Linked DNA regions of Ovis aries: region 2 is linked to region 1. A link is a contact called in public Hi-C data. All regions are on one chromosome and are shown on one strand. Each heading gives the region's core, a stretch centred on a gene start, on an enhancer-like site or on the middle of the called end of the contact. The rest is flanking DNA. Distances are from core to core; before and after follow the strand shown. Region 1 holds the start of PDGFD (platelet derived growth factor D). Region 2 overlaps LOC121816661 (a long non-coding RNA gene).

Region 1 (6,272 bases), core at 1,198-3,697:
ACTTGCTGGGTGAATAAATGACTGAATGCCAGCCTAGGTTTTAAGTCCCTCCTTGGTCCCTCTTCCAGGGGTTGTTTATATTTTGAGACCTCTTTTCCCAGTGACTTATTAAATACAAACTTTTTGATTATGCCCCACAGAAATGCCTTTTATATCCCTATATGTTTGTGTATCTATAAAGCAACAGTCATGAAACAACGCAACATTAATATCTGTAATGAACCTTGATAATTAAATTTCTACACTGTTGTATGCCATTCTATTTATTAAAAAAAATAATGCTGTAGCAGAGGCTTTTCAGAGCAGTGAAAATACTCTGTATGATACCATAATGATGAATGTGGTATGAACATTGGCAAATACGCAATATTTAATGGCAAATATTCTATGATGTATCTGCCCAAACCCACAGAATGTGCAACACCAAATGTGAGCCATGATGTAAACTTATGTGTACCATATGTAACCAACCAAGAACACACCAAGTTCATTAATTGTAGCAGATGTGCCTCTCTGGTGGGTAGATCTGCTGGTCTGGGAGGCTATGCTTCTGTGGTGGCACAGGGGAAATCTCTGTCTCATCCTCTCAATTTTGCTGTGAACCTAAAATTCCTCTTTAAAAAAAAGAAATGTCAATTAAAAAAAATAATGCTGGTCTTGAAATTTATTTCACAATGCACAAACCCACAGTTTGGAACACTGTTTAGAAAAAATGCAAAGAGATGAACCCGCATTAATTTCTGAGTATGTAGAAAGAACACATATGTTCTAGTCAGCCTTGGATGGTGTAATCTCGAGTTTAATTTTCCTGAACTTCCTAGGCGTTTTAGTGCTTCTGGCTCTCTCTATACACGAATGTCATATATAGAGATATTTTCATATCCCAAACTTTCAGGAGCTGAAAGGCCAGAAAGAGAATGGAAAATGTCTCTTCTAGATCTCATCCTTGAGCAGCAGAGAAATTAAGCAAATTTGGATTTGGATTCAGTTACAGCAAAGCAAAATACTAAAGTTCTTTCATATAACTATCACCACAACCATGACTACTCTCCTTTTGTGTTTTTGTTTGTTTGTTTGTTTTTTAATAGGAGCATAGTGATTTTTAAAATTTTATTATTGTTATTATTTTTTTTTTACTATGGTGTTGGGGGTGGGGGAGGCGGGAGGGGGGTTCGGGGTGGGGAACATGTGTACACTCGGGGCGGATTCATGTTGATGCGTGGCAAAACCAATACAATATTGTTCGTTTGTTTTTAAAGTAAAGAAACTGAGGTTCAGGAGCTCAAATGACTTAAGGTGACAAACCCAGTGACCAGCGGAGTCTTGATTCGCTGTTCCTTTTCCAAATATAGTCCCCTACCCCTGGGCTATAGATATGATTTACAAGTTCCTGGACTCTAAGGGCTTTTCCTCTGCACCTCTGAGCTTCCACATACTCAGAGTAGGGGGGCCCCAAGGCCTGGATGTCCCCGCTTCTCTGTGTGGACCATGAAGACAATGCCCCCTCAACTTCTTCACCTTGCCAGTCTCAACTGGCCAAACCCCATCCAATTTCTAGATCCTTCTACAGTGCAGGAGGTGGGCGGTGGGACACACACCCTTGACGGTTTACCGTTACACTTCATCGCATGCAACCCTCACACCGAGGACACGCTGAGCCTCACTCTGAAAATTCACCTTGACCTGGATAAGGCCACACCTATTGGAGCTGAAGGGCTTCCTTTGTGGCTCGGTTGGTAAAGAATCCTCCTGCAATGCGGGAGACCTAGGTTTGATCCCTGGGTTGGGAAGATTGCCTGGAGAAGGGAAAGGCTGCCCACTCCAGTATTCTGGCCTGGAGAATTCATGGACTGTATGGTCCATGGGCTCTCAAAGAGTCGGATACGACTGAGTGACTTTCACCGCACTGGGGTTCAAAGTAAAGATCAGAATCAAGTTCCTTGCTATTGAGTTTTTCCTTTTTTTTCCACTTAGCAAAATCTTGACTGAGCAGAATCTGACCTTGGTTATTGTAAACGACAACTTTCGAACTGCAGCGGTTCTCCTCAGATCGCGCCCCACGCCCCACGCTCGCCCCCGTCACTAGGCGGGAGCCACGTCTTGGGGTGGCTGAGCCCGTCCCCTCCGGAGAAGTTTGGGGATTCCGCGGTCTCGCACTTCTCCCAGCCCCCCACTCCCCGGTGCCCCTCGCCCGTCTGGTCTGATGTCTAGGGCTGAGGCCCGAGAGGTGGGGGAGTCGCGTCCCAGGTCGCCCGGCCAGGCCCGGCGGCGGCGCGGGGCTCGGCCCGGGAGCCTGGCGCGCCGCGGGGGGAGCCCGAGTGCGCGCAGCCCGGGGCGCCGCCGCCGGGCGGGGGCCGCTGCTGCTCCGCTCGGCGCCCGGGCGCCTGTGCTGCAGCTGTCGGCCACCGGAGGGGGCGAACAAACGTCAACCTGTTGTTTGTCCCGTCACCATTGATCAACTCTCCGCGCCACGAGGAAGTGCGGCCGCCCCCCGCGCGGAGAGCGCGGCATGCAGGAAGTTTGCGGAGAGCTCGGCGACTAGCGCGGAGGCCAGGGCCAGCGAGTGCGGGCTCGCGTCCCGGGAGCCTGTCCCGGCTTTTTCTTGGAGTGACGCTGTCCCCGGGTCTCTGATCCCAATGCACCGGCTCATCCTTGTCTACACGCTAGTCTGCGCAAACTTTTGCAGCTACCGGGACACCTCTGCCACCCCGCAGAGCGCATCTATCAAAGCTTTGCGTAACGCCAACCTCAGGCGAGATGGTAAGAGACTCAGATTTTATTTTATTTTTTTCAATTAAATACTTACTTTTTTGATTGTCATCACTGTGGTTCCCCCTACCCCCCGCCCCTTCGGTTTCTTTCCTAAGAACCTTGGTGGTGTGTGTGTGGGAGAGGGTGCAGAAAAAGAAGAGGGGTCCGGTGCCTGCCTCCATCCCTGAGAGCCCCTTCCTGGGAATGGGACTGAGGGTGTGGAAAGCGATGTGCGGGAGAGGACCGGAGAGCCCCGGTGACTCATCTCCTGAACCCCAGAGAAGTCATTTCGGTGTCCATCCGTCCACTGATAGCAGGACCTCGGAGCTGGAGAAAGTCGCAGGCTGCGCCTCCCCATGCTCAGGTTCTTAATCTTGTGGACTTGAAACAGATGGGGCATTTATCATAGGTGGCTAGACTCAAGAGTGGCCTTCTCTGGGTGATTTATTTTTATTTTTTAAGTGGGAGGAGAGGGAATGATTAGTTTCAGAGGCAATGGTAGCTGGAGCATAGGGACAGTTTATTTATATATTATTTATCTTGAGGCCCGGTGTGCAGCCTGTTGCCCTGTTCATCCCCAGAGTGACTTCCCCAGTGGAGTTCAAGAGCATGGCTCAGAAACTCAGAATTTGGGAGAAAATGTTTTTTGGAGTTTCATCTGTATTCCAGGGAGACCTGACTCCTGCTATTAGCTTTCTTTCACAGAAGTCTTTCCAACTGTTTGCAAGAAGCAAATCTCCTTCAACAGCCAAGTCTTAAGCAAAGTCCCAGAAAAGCTTGTTTGTTTTCCTTTTATGGAAGACACCTGGGCCAGTGGATGCCAGTGATTTTAATTGAGTTTGTTTGCTATCTGGGCCTCCACCAAGATCTGAAGTTAATGCATTTCTCAGTTCTCAACTACAGTTTATGTTGCCAATAATTTGCAGCTGCTTCCACCACCTACCTGAACTGACCCATAGGGTTTTTGTTTTGTTTTGTTATCCCTTCCTCAGATATATCTTTCCTTCTGCTTACTGAAAGTTCTGACACATCCCCTGAGGAGCTTACCAAGCTATTCTTAAAGGTTTCACTCTTTGAGCTGGCAACATTTGACTGCTGCTAAATTCATATTAGCTTTGTTATTATCAGCTTCTCTCTTGGCTTGTCCTTAGTTTGGATATCACTGAAAAGCTTCTGAGCTTTGAAACAAGCAAAGAAAAACTTTGTTATATTTCCTGATGGCAAGGAGACTGTGGATTTCAGTGTGCTGAAGTCATCTGAAGTGGAGGGAATATAGGGAAACCACAGAGTCATCTCCAGGCAGAAGGTCACCCTGTATTTCAGTTACCTTATTATAGTATTTTATGTAAAATATGCTAGCAGTGCACTTTTGATAAGCCTTCATTTTGAACACGTTTTTTTAATAAAAAATTTTAAATGTTTAGGCTCAAGACTAAATTTTTATAGTTTTGTTTCACTCATTAATGTTTCCCCCAGGGACACTCTTCTACTCATTGAGTTTTTAGATTTGTTAATGTTTGCGCTTTATGTGCCCTTTCAGCTTCATAGAGTAAAATGCCATTTATAATTTGCATGACTTCATAGCCATAGTTTTGTAATCCTTAACTTCCCAAGTATCAGTTACAAGAAGTCAAGGACAGAAAATGAAAAATATGTAACCGTTGCCCATTAACCCAAGATTCTGACTTTTAAAACCAAGTCTCACAGCTCATGTCTCTTTGTTTTTATTGTTGTTGTTGTTAAAACTCTGTACATCTATCTTGTCTATATGAAAAGTGCTAATGCTTTAATTTATTAAAGTTTGAAAACTACTCTGGATTTATTCCATCATATTTGAGCTAGAACTGTTGTGTAGTTACAACAGACACACACATACACACACATTTTGATTAGTTCAGACTGCTCAATACTTTTCTCACTGTCAATCTCATTTATAAAGAAGGCTAGGAAAGGGGGAAAGATAGTTGGGTTAGAAAAATGTTGTGTACAGAGTAAAAATAATTAACACTATAATGGGCTCTTAGATCGGGGAATTTTCAAAAGGCAGCTTAAGTGTTATAGACCCACATTCTCAGAAAATGATAATAATGATAATATTGCCCCAAGGGAATGTAATTGGATTTTAGATGGTGAAAAAAGTTTTATATGTTACAGTGGTTTGTGGCCAAAGGCCAGTGCATATAAACAGATATACAGTATATGTGTAGTATTAACAATTCATAGAGAGTATATGTGGAAACATGTCTAAAAAGACTCATTAATGAAGGGAGGGGCAGTAATGAAGAAAAGGTTGACAGACACTTCGTAGTATTTTGGTGAGAGCAATAATGAAGGGTTTTGATATAGTCTAGATGGGCTGCTGTCTAAGGGGTCGCACAAAGTCGGACACGACTGAAGCAACTTAGCAGCAGACATCATCTGAGAGATTTTATGTGGTAACAGCTGAGCTGACCAGAGAAGTTAATAACTGATTTAATTAAATCCTTATTCTGATCTGAGACATTTTAAACTTGCTCTCTCAAAGTTCCCTAGTGGCTCATTACAGAGGACAGTGTTCTTGATCCAGTTCAAACAGGGTGTAAGTTTGGGGAGGACACACAAAGGATACAATAAGGGGAAAGATGAAGATAAGTGTTTCCAAGTATTAATTTAGGGCCCGGAGAATATTTGACCCTCAGATTACAAGTAGGAAATCACAAAAAAGATTAGATATGGTCTTTGATAGGGGTTTGAAACCACTGTCCAATGATGAAACTGTCTTTATACTTGGGCGCCGTGGTTTTGTCCCTGCTGACCCTGTCAACTGCCACCTAATGTTGGGACTAAGAAGGGAATCAAGAGGACAGGTCTCCCCAGTCCTTGGCATGAGGCGTGTTGGATGCTGTCCAGCCTGATACAAAAATCTTGTTTTTTGGTCTCCCTGTACCTAGTAGCTCCAGATAACTGGAGTAGTTAATAAATGAATTGGAGATACAGTGTGAAGGTTGGTAAGTGGTCATCTCCATCTACTCAGTGTAGGAGACCTCTCTGCTGAAGTAGCCTGGCCTCCCAGAACTCTTTATCACTCTATATTCTTGCTCTAAAAGGGGTGTCTGGAGAGCCCTTGCCAGTGCTTCCAGAATGACTAAAGGTAACCCAAGGAGGCCGGTGGTTGAATTTGGTCTCTGTCCCTAGGAGAAAACTAGGTTCTGCGGCTGGAAAGAATTAAACTGTAATAGTTGGCAGTGCTTGATTGAATATCTATGCTTCTTTATATCATATTTGTTATTCTTTCTCAAAATGACTTACTTTTGATACCCATTCCTGATCCACCTCTTGGCACAAAGAAAACCTGCCTTTAGCAATAGCACCCACATATTCTTATTTTAGTGTCTGTGCAGTTGGTGCTTTTGTTATAATAACTGGCCACAACTGGTGCTTCTCAGAGCGTGAACCAAGAAGTGTGAAGGTAGCAATTAACTGACAGTATTGCTTACTTATTTTTAAATCTAACTAGATAGAGCTTCCTGCTTAGGCAGTTA
Region 2 (6,272 bases), core at 2,820-5,319, 400 kb after region 1:
TAAGTGAGAGATATAAATATTTTTAGAGCAAATTGCTTGGTAAACTGGTTATTTCCTCTTCTCACCAATGCTGCGGTGTTTCTGTTTGGATCTGCTGCTGGGACAAGATAGAATTCGTAAATTTGCCTGAACCTGCATTTTAAATGGTAAAGAAATCACTGAGCAACTTGAGTCATCCTAGAGAAACCTACAGAAATAGGGCTCAAGGTAGAAATTTAGGAAAACAGAGAAAAGCATGTTTTGCCTTTTTTTTTTTTTTTTTTTGCACACCAGAATTTGTAACTTGAGGAAGTTATATGAGCTAAATCTACTTTCAAAGGTCAGTTGGGGACTATATGTGATTTCATGGACATCCAGAGCCCCCATTTTTTTCCATCTCTTTTCTGATGCCCTCAAATTTTTTTTAGTATAATATGTGTTTCATTCTACTAACAGGGTCTTGAGTTCACTCTAGGCCAGAATACTGGCATGAGTAGCCTTTCCCTTCTCCATGAGATCTCCCCAATCCAGAGATCAAACCCAGGTCTCCCACATGGCAGGCAGATTCTTTAGCAGCTGAGCCACCAGGGAAGCCCTGAGTTCACTGGATAACAGGAATTTCTATTAATATTTGATTAATTTGTCAATCAATCAGAAAGGCCCAGTGATTGATTATCAGGGTCTCTCCTATGTGAACCTGTAAAAGAGGATTATATATCAATACTTGGAGATCTGGGGTCCCCAGTAATGAAAGAGTTGCAGGAAGAAGAGGCAAATGTACCCTCTAAAGGGGAACTATGTCCTGAGGCGGTGGTGTTGCAAATGGCTCTTCATTCATGATTTATGAAGATGTGTACTTTTAACAAACTAATTTCTAGGGACTTGTATGTGAGAAAAATTACTCTATCTTCATTCTAAGTGCTGAAAAGTGCTTTAGGATCCTTGTATAATTTGACTTGACATTTCTCTCTTTGCAAATTTTATTTGCTAAAACTTAAAGTCCCTCTTTAGGAGGTGTTCTTTTTCTTTGCTTTTTAATAATTTATAACTGAAATCCTGATGTCTTGCAGATGCAGTGCTGTGGCTATGGTAAATGACACTATGCTAAAAATCGTGTCTAGGAAGGACTAGGCAGGTGAAAATAGGACTCCCACCTTGACGTCTCACTATTTCCTCCAGGAAGCAGGCATGCCCAGAGAACTCTCGAGGAGGATGGACCAACTATCTGTTGAATATGGAGCTACCCCAGGGGGTCCAGAGAAAGTACTCACTCTAAGGGAAAACAGTCCATTGGCGCTTTCAGAGCTTTGGCCCAGGTTTGGCCCCTGGTCAGTGAGCTAAGATTCTGCAAGCCACGTGGCTCAGCTTAAAAAAAAAAAAAAAAGAATGGTCCAGATTCACAAGGTGGCTCTCCAGACTCATCTAGTCACACGGTGAGGGACTATGACAATAGTGGATAAAATCTCAAAGAATCAGCTCACTAAAATCTTTGTTAGACATCAACAATTCAATGAAGAAATACTCTGTGGCTTGAAAGTCAAAGTCGCTCAGAGGTGTCTGACTCTTTGTGACCCCATGGACTATAGCCTTCCAGGTTCCTCTGTCCATGGAATTCTCCAGGCCAGAAGACTGGAGCGGATAGCTGATCCCTTCTCCAGGGGATCTTCCCAACCCAGGGATTGAACTCAGGCCCCGCACACTGCAGGCAGATTCTTAACCAGCTAAGCTACCAGGGAAGCCCATGTTGTGGCTTATGTAATGACAACTAGGTGAAAGGCACTTGCCCTTCCTGAAGGTAGACTGTTGGAACCCAGAGAAATTATGGAATAGACATGGCAGCCTGGGCAGCAAGCTGAGGCAATCTGTGCTTGGAGAAGAGAAGCTGTGGAAGCTATCTTGCTCCCATTGTTCCCCTTTGGTTGCGATAGAAGATGGCAGAAACAGTAGTCATCTCTCAGGGAGCTGGAGTGCAGAGGAAAACCAGCAACAAGCCTAGGGCAGCAGATGTGGTGAATTAACGTCTCCTTCTTGAGCTCCAGTGAGCCAGTCCTTTGCTTCTCTGTCTCCTCTAAGAGGAATGTGAAAAGGCGGAGTTGGGGAGTGGGGAGTGGGGACAAAGTCAAGGAAAGTTTACTTCAGATCTGGGCAGTGCACACAAGTAAATTTTTGAGTTACACCCTGTTTGAGATCCCTTTCAACTGGGGAGTCATCTGAGGTGATCCTGGGCTTTCCTGGTGGCTCAGTGGTAAAGAATCTACCTGCAATGCAGGAGAATCAGGAGTCATGGATTCAATCCTTGAGTTGAGAAGATCCCCTGGAGGAGGAAATGGCAACCCACTCCAGTATTCTTGCCAGGGAAAATTCCATGCTCAGAAGAGCCAGGAGGGCTACAGCCCATGGAGTTTGAAAAGAGTTGGACTGAGCAATTCAACACTGAGGTGGTCCTGGCACTTTCATTAACTTCATCACCTTAAAGAGTTCTTTTAAGGTACAGGTCTACCATGGAGAGACCTAGCTTCTTAATTCTGATTGTCTTCCAGGTAATGGGTATTCAATGTAAAGGCAAGTTCACTCAGTGAAATAAAAACAACACAGGGCAATCAAGAGGCTTTAGTGAGCCTGTCTTGGATTCATTTTCTTTATCTGTAAAAACAAGGTACTTCTTAACATGGAGTGTGCAATAGAATCATCTGAGGAACATAAAAATGAAAACAACAACTATCTGAGCCTCGTAAATACATACCAAGTTACATAAAATGTATGTGCATGTTAAAAAAACTCGATAGGTGTGTCCACCCATTGATTAAGGACCACCAAACCTGATATTTTTGCAGGTTCCCATTCAACTTCAAAATACTATTTGTCTTCACATATTTGTATATATTGCTTGTGAGAGATTAAACTAGCACAATATATATTTAAAGCCTTATGAATTTGCCTGTCTTCTAACTGAACAAGTCCCTTTATATAAATTTATCCCTCAGAAATTAGGTCATGCATACAAACACATATATTCAAAAATAATCATTCTTGATTATAAAATCAAACTGTTGAAACAAAGAAGCAAGTAACAACAAGATCTTAATTATGAGATAAATTATGGTATATCCCTAAAACAAATTAATGTATAGTCATGGGAAATTAAATTTTAAGGGAATAATTAGTGATGTGGAAAATGCTTATGATATGAAATGAAGAAAAGCAAATTTTAAAGTACATGTGAGTATAATCATATGTGATTATTACCATGTGTGAGAAATATGCTGAGGGAAAGGAGCTAGACACAAAGGAGTGCATACTGTGATTCCATTTATACGAAAGTCTGGAAACAGCACGGCTAGTTGATAGTGACATAAAGCAGTGTCTGCCTGCAGCAGGGAGCAGGGATGGAGGTGGACTGCAGTGGGGTGGCTCAAAGCACCTTGTTGAAGTGACTGGGATGCTTTCATCTTGGCTGTGATGGTTACACAAGTGAATGCGTTTGAACGCTGGGAACTGGTACATTTTATTGTATGAAAATACTACTTTATTCAAAACTACAGAATGAAACTTTGCATAGTATTTTCCATAAAATGTTTTTTCTAAGTAGCTAAAATGTTAACTTTTAAAACAAGTAAACTTCCAAAACAAAACCATGAAAAGTTTCTCCCTCTTTACTAAGGTGCCTGCCTGTGCCTTAAAAACAAATTAGAAATATTTAAGTATAGAGATATGATAGTTACTATATTCAGATGCTGGAATCAAAGGGAATTTTTTTTTTCTTTATACTCCTACTTCTTCAAAATTTCTATAATGAACATTTTTATATTAAGAAAGGGATCATTTTAAAATTGATGTTTAAAAGACATTAAGCTGAACACCCGAAACAGGAAGAATGGGTGAACTAAGATTTAGAAAACCTAGTTATTCTTGTCTTAATAAAACGTGACCTTAAAAAACAAACAGCGATAACAATGTGGGTGTGAAGTGGCCCAGTGGGAACGTGCACTTGAGTAGTGAGGGCACCAAACACGTAAACACAGCGTGCAGGCCTGTGTGGCGTCTGCTTCCGTTCCCTGAGCCGGGCAGTGCCTCGGCGGCTGCAGCAGGAACTCGGGCCTATTTTTACTCAGGAACTGAGCTCCTGCTGCCTTCCTGAGCTCAGCTGGTGCCCCACTGCTGGCAGCACGCCTGCTCGCTGGCGTCCCCAGCCCTCTGATCGCTGGCCTGCACATCCCCTCATCACAGGCCCTTAGAGCACCGCAGGTCGTAAAAAGGCAAAGTACAAGCCAAGGATGAAGGAAATGACACAGGGAGTTGCTCTCATACAAATAAGCACAGGGGGAAAAATACGGCTGGGAACCTAAACAAGAATGCAGCAGAGGAAATAAACAAGCAAACAAAGCTCAAGGCTGAGATTGCCCAAAACAAAAGCCCTGCACCGAAGCCATTTCTAGGGGAAAATAGGAGACCAGAGGAAACAGAGACCTTCCTTACTAGCAGTGGTTTGACAAATACCTTATCAACCCATTGATTCTGAAGTCCTGATTAGCTTTCTGGGTCTGTTAGCCCAGACGAACCAGGTGGCTTAGATCCAGACAGATCTCAGCCACTTAATAGGGTAAACTTGGAATACAAATCTAGACCTCCCAGCTATGCTCTTGAGGGCAAGGCACCGTTCTCAATAGAATACAGTGAAAGGTGCCCCTGGAGCGATGCAATAATCACTTGTCAACCCTCATCTGTAAAATGGAATTCATTGTTCTTGCTTCAGATTCTGTGGTATAGCTTAATGACGTGATTATATACTTCAGTTTCCCTGGGGCTCTGGTACAAATGAGATTATAATAATTGTTATATTGCTTCTTTTTTCAGCTTCTGCTTACATTTAGGGCTGCTTACATTTAAATTCTTAGAGATTTTTGTACAGACTTAACCATTTAGAGTTGTATTTACTGATCTCTCTTTTCCTAGAATATAGATATGATTCCGTCAGATAAGACTAGAAATAGCTTCAGATCAGAGACAACCCTTTGGTGTTTTAATTACTGCCCCCTTCAGTTCTGATGGAGAAGGAATGGCAACCCACTCCAGTATTCTTGCCTGGAAAATTCCATGGACAGAGGAGCCTGGCAGGCTCCATGGGCTTGCGAAGAGTCAGACATGACTGAGTGATTAACACTTTCTTCAGTTTTGATTCTTGGTTACCAGATCAAAACGCTTGTGTCGGACTTCATCTTCCCTTAGAATGAGTTCCTGACTAAGAGAATCCTCAGTCCTTCATGTAATTGGACTTCCACTGAGCATTAACCTTGGTTGTAGATGCAAAGTCACAGTGCCTCCCTATGTCAGGCTCTGTGGGAAAGAAACCTGTGGATCTCGTTGTCCACTCGGAAACATGGCTCGTGTGAATGGAAGACCAGAAAAAATGCCCTTCTCTGAGAATTGTCCAAAGTCTCTTCTCATATGTCTGAACTTACTAGGATCCAGAGAGATGGTGAGGATTAAGGGAATAAAAGGAAAGGTCACATTTTGATTTTCTTTTTTAGTACCAGTTAATAGTCATGTAGAGGCTCTAGGATTTATTCCTAGCATATTTCAACTATCCACCCCAGCATTAACCTCCTATTTATTAAACACTGATATTATGAGACAATTAGTTTAGCTTATTATTAAATCATAGCTAATAGACTGGTATTCATTGGAAGGACTGATGCTGAAGTTCCAATACTTTGGCCACCTATGTGAAGAGCTGGCTCATTGGAAAATAACCTGATGCTGGGAAAGACTGAAGGCAAAAGGAGAAGGGTGGTGGCAGAGGATGGGATGGTTAGATAGCATCATTGGCTCAAGGGACATGAATTTGAGCAAACTCCGAGAGATAGTAAAGGGAAGGGAACCATGGCGTGTTGCAGTCCACGAGGTCACAAAGAGTCAGACACAATTTAGTCACTGAACAACAACAATAGCAAACAATAGACTTGAAAGGAGGCATGCATTTGAACCTCTCGGAAGGAACAATCAGTGGAAACCTAACATTTTCTTGATCTGCAAATAACTTCAAGAATAATACCATTTTTCACATAATCACCTAGAGTTCAAACTTCTGAGATATTTTGTTGCATCTAGTCCCTGTGAAGAATGTGCCAGAGAAGTCCCTCCACCCAGGGCCCAGAACCCCCAGAGAGCAGGGCAGGATGACTCACAGTTGTCCCTGGGCCCACCTCAGAGTCTGGCCCAAAGGGAGCGCTCAGTCAGCGTCCGTACTCAACCTTCAGCGCTTCTTTCAGTGAGTGTGTAGGGCAGGCAGGGGA

What was found. Hi-C and Micro-C count contacts between places; a contact is called where the count stands out from the background.
Region 2: a Hi-C map of hypothalamus shows a contact between it and region 1, with 2.8 times the contacts expected there. The contact joins the enhancer-like site here to the promoter of PDGFD in region 1. A contact is called at or near these places in 2 of 16 Hi-C or Micro-C datasets (hypothalamus and tail adipose tissue).

What each region holds. Positions count from the first base shown.
Region 1 is chr15:3,957,645-3,963,916 of ARS-UI_Ramb_v3.0, forward strand. It overlaps PDGFD (platelet derived growth factor D), which reads left to right and starts at 2,448. Exons shown (of 8, transcript XM_060399633.1): 1 at 2,448-2,760. The coding sequence starts at 2,637.
Region 2 is chr15:4,357,047-4,363,318 of ARS-UI_Ramb_v3.0, forward strand. It overlaps LOC121816661 (a long non-coding RNA gene), which reads right to left. Exons shown (of 6, transcript XR_006056306.2): 4 at 6,165-6,272; 5 at 1-1,344. Among named protein-coding and RNA genes, the nearest start is that of DDI1, 260 kb to the left of the region's middle. Within about 2 kb of position 4,070, at least 14 of the 54 cell types and tissues checked have an H3K27ac peak or open chromatin away from gene starts, as enhancers often do. A contact at or near this core is called in hypothalamus, where this site is marked.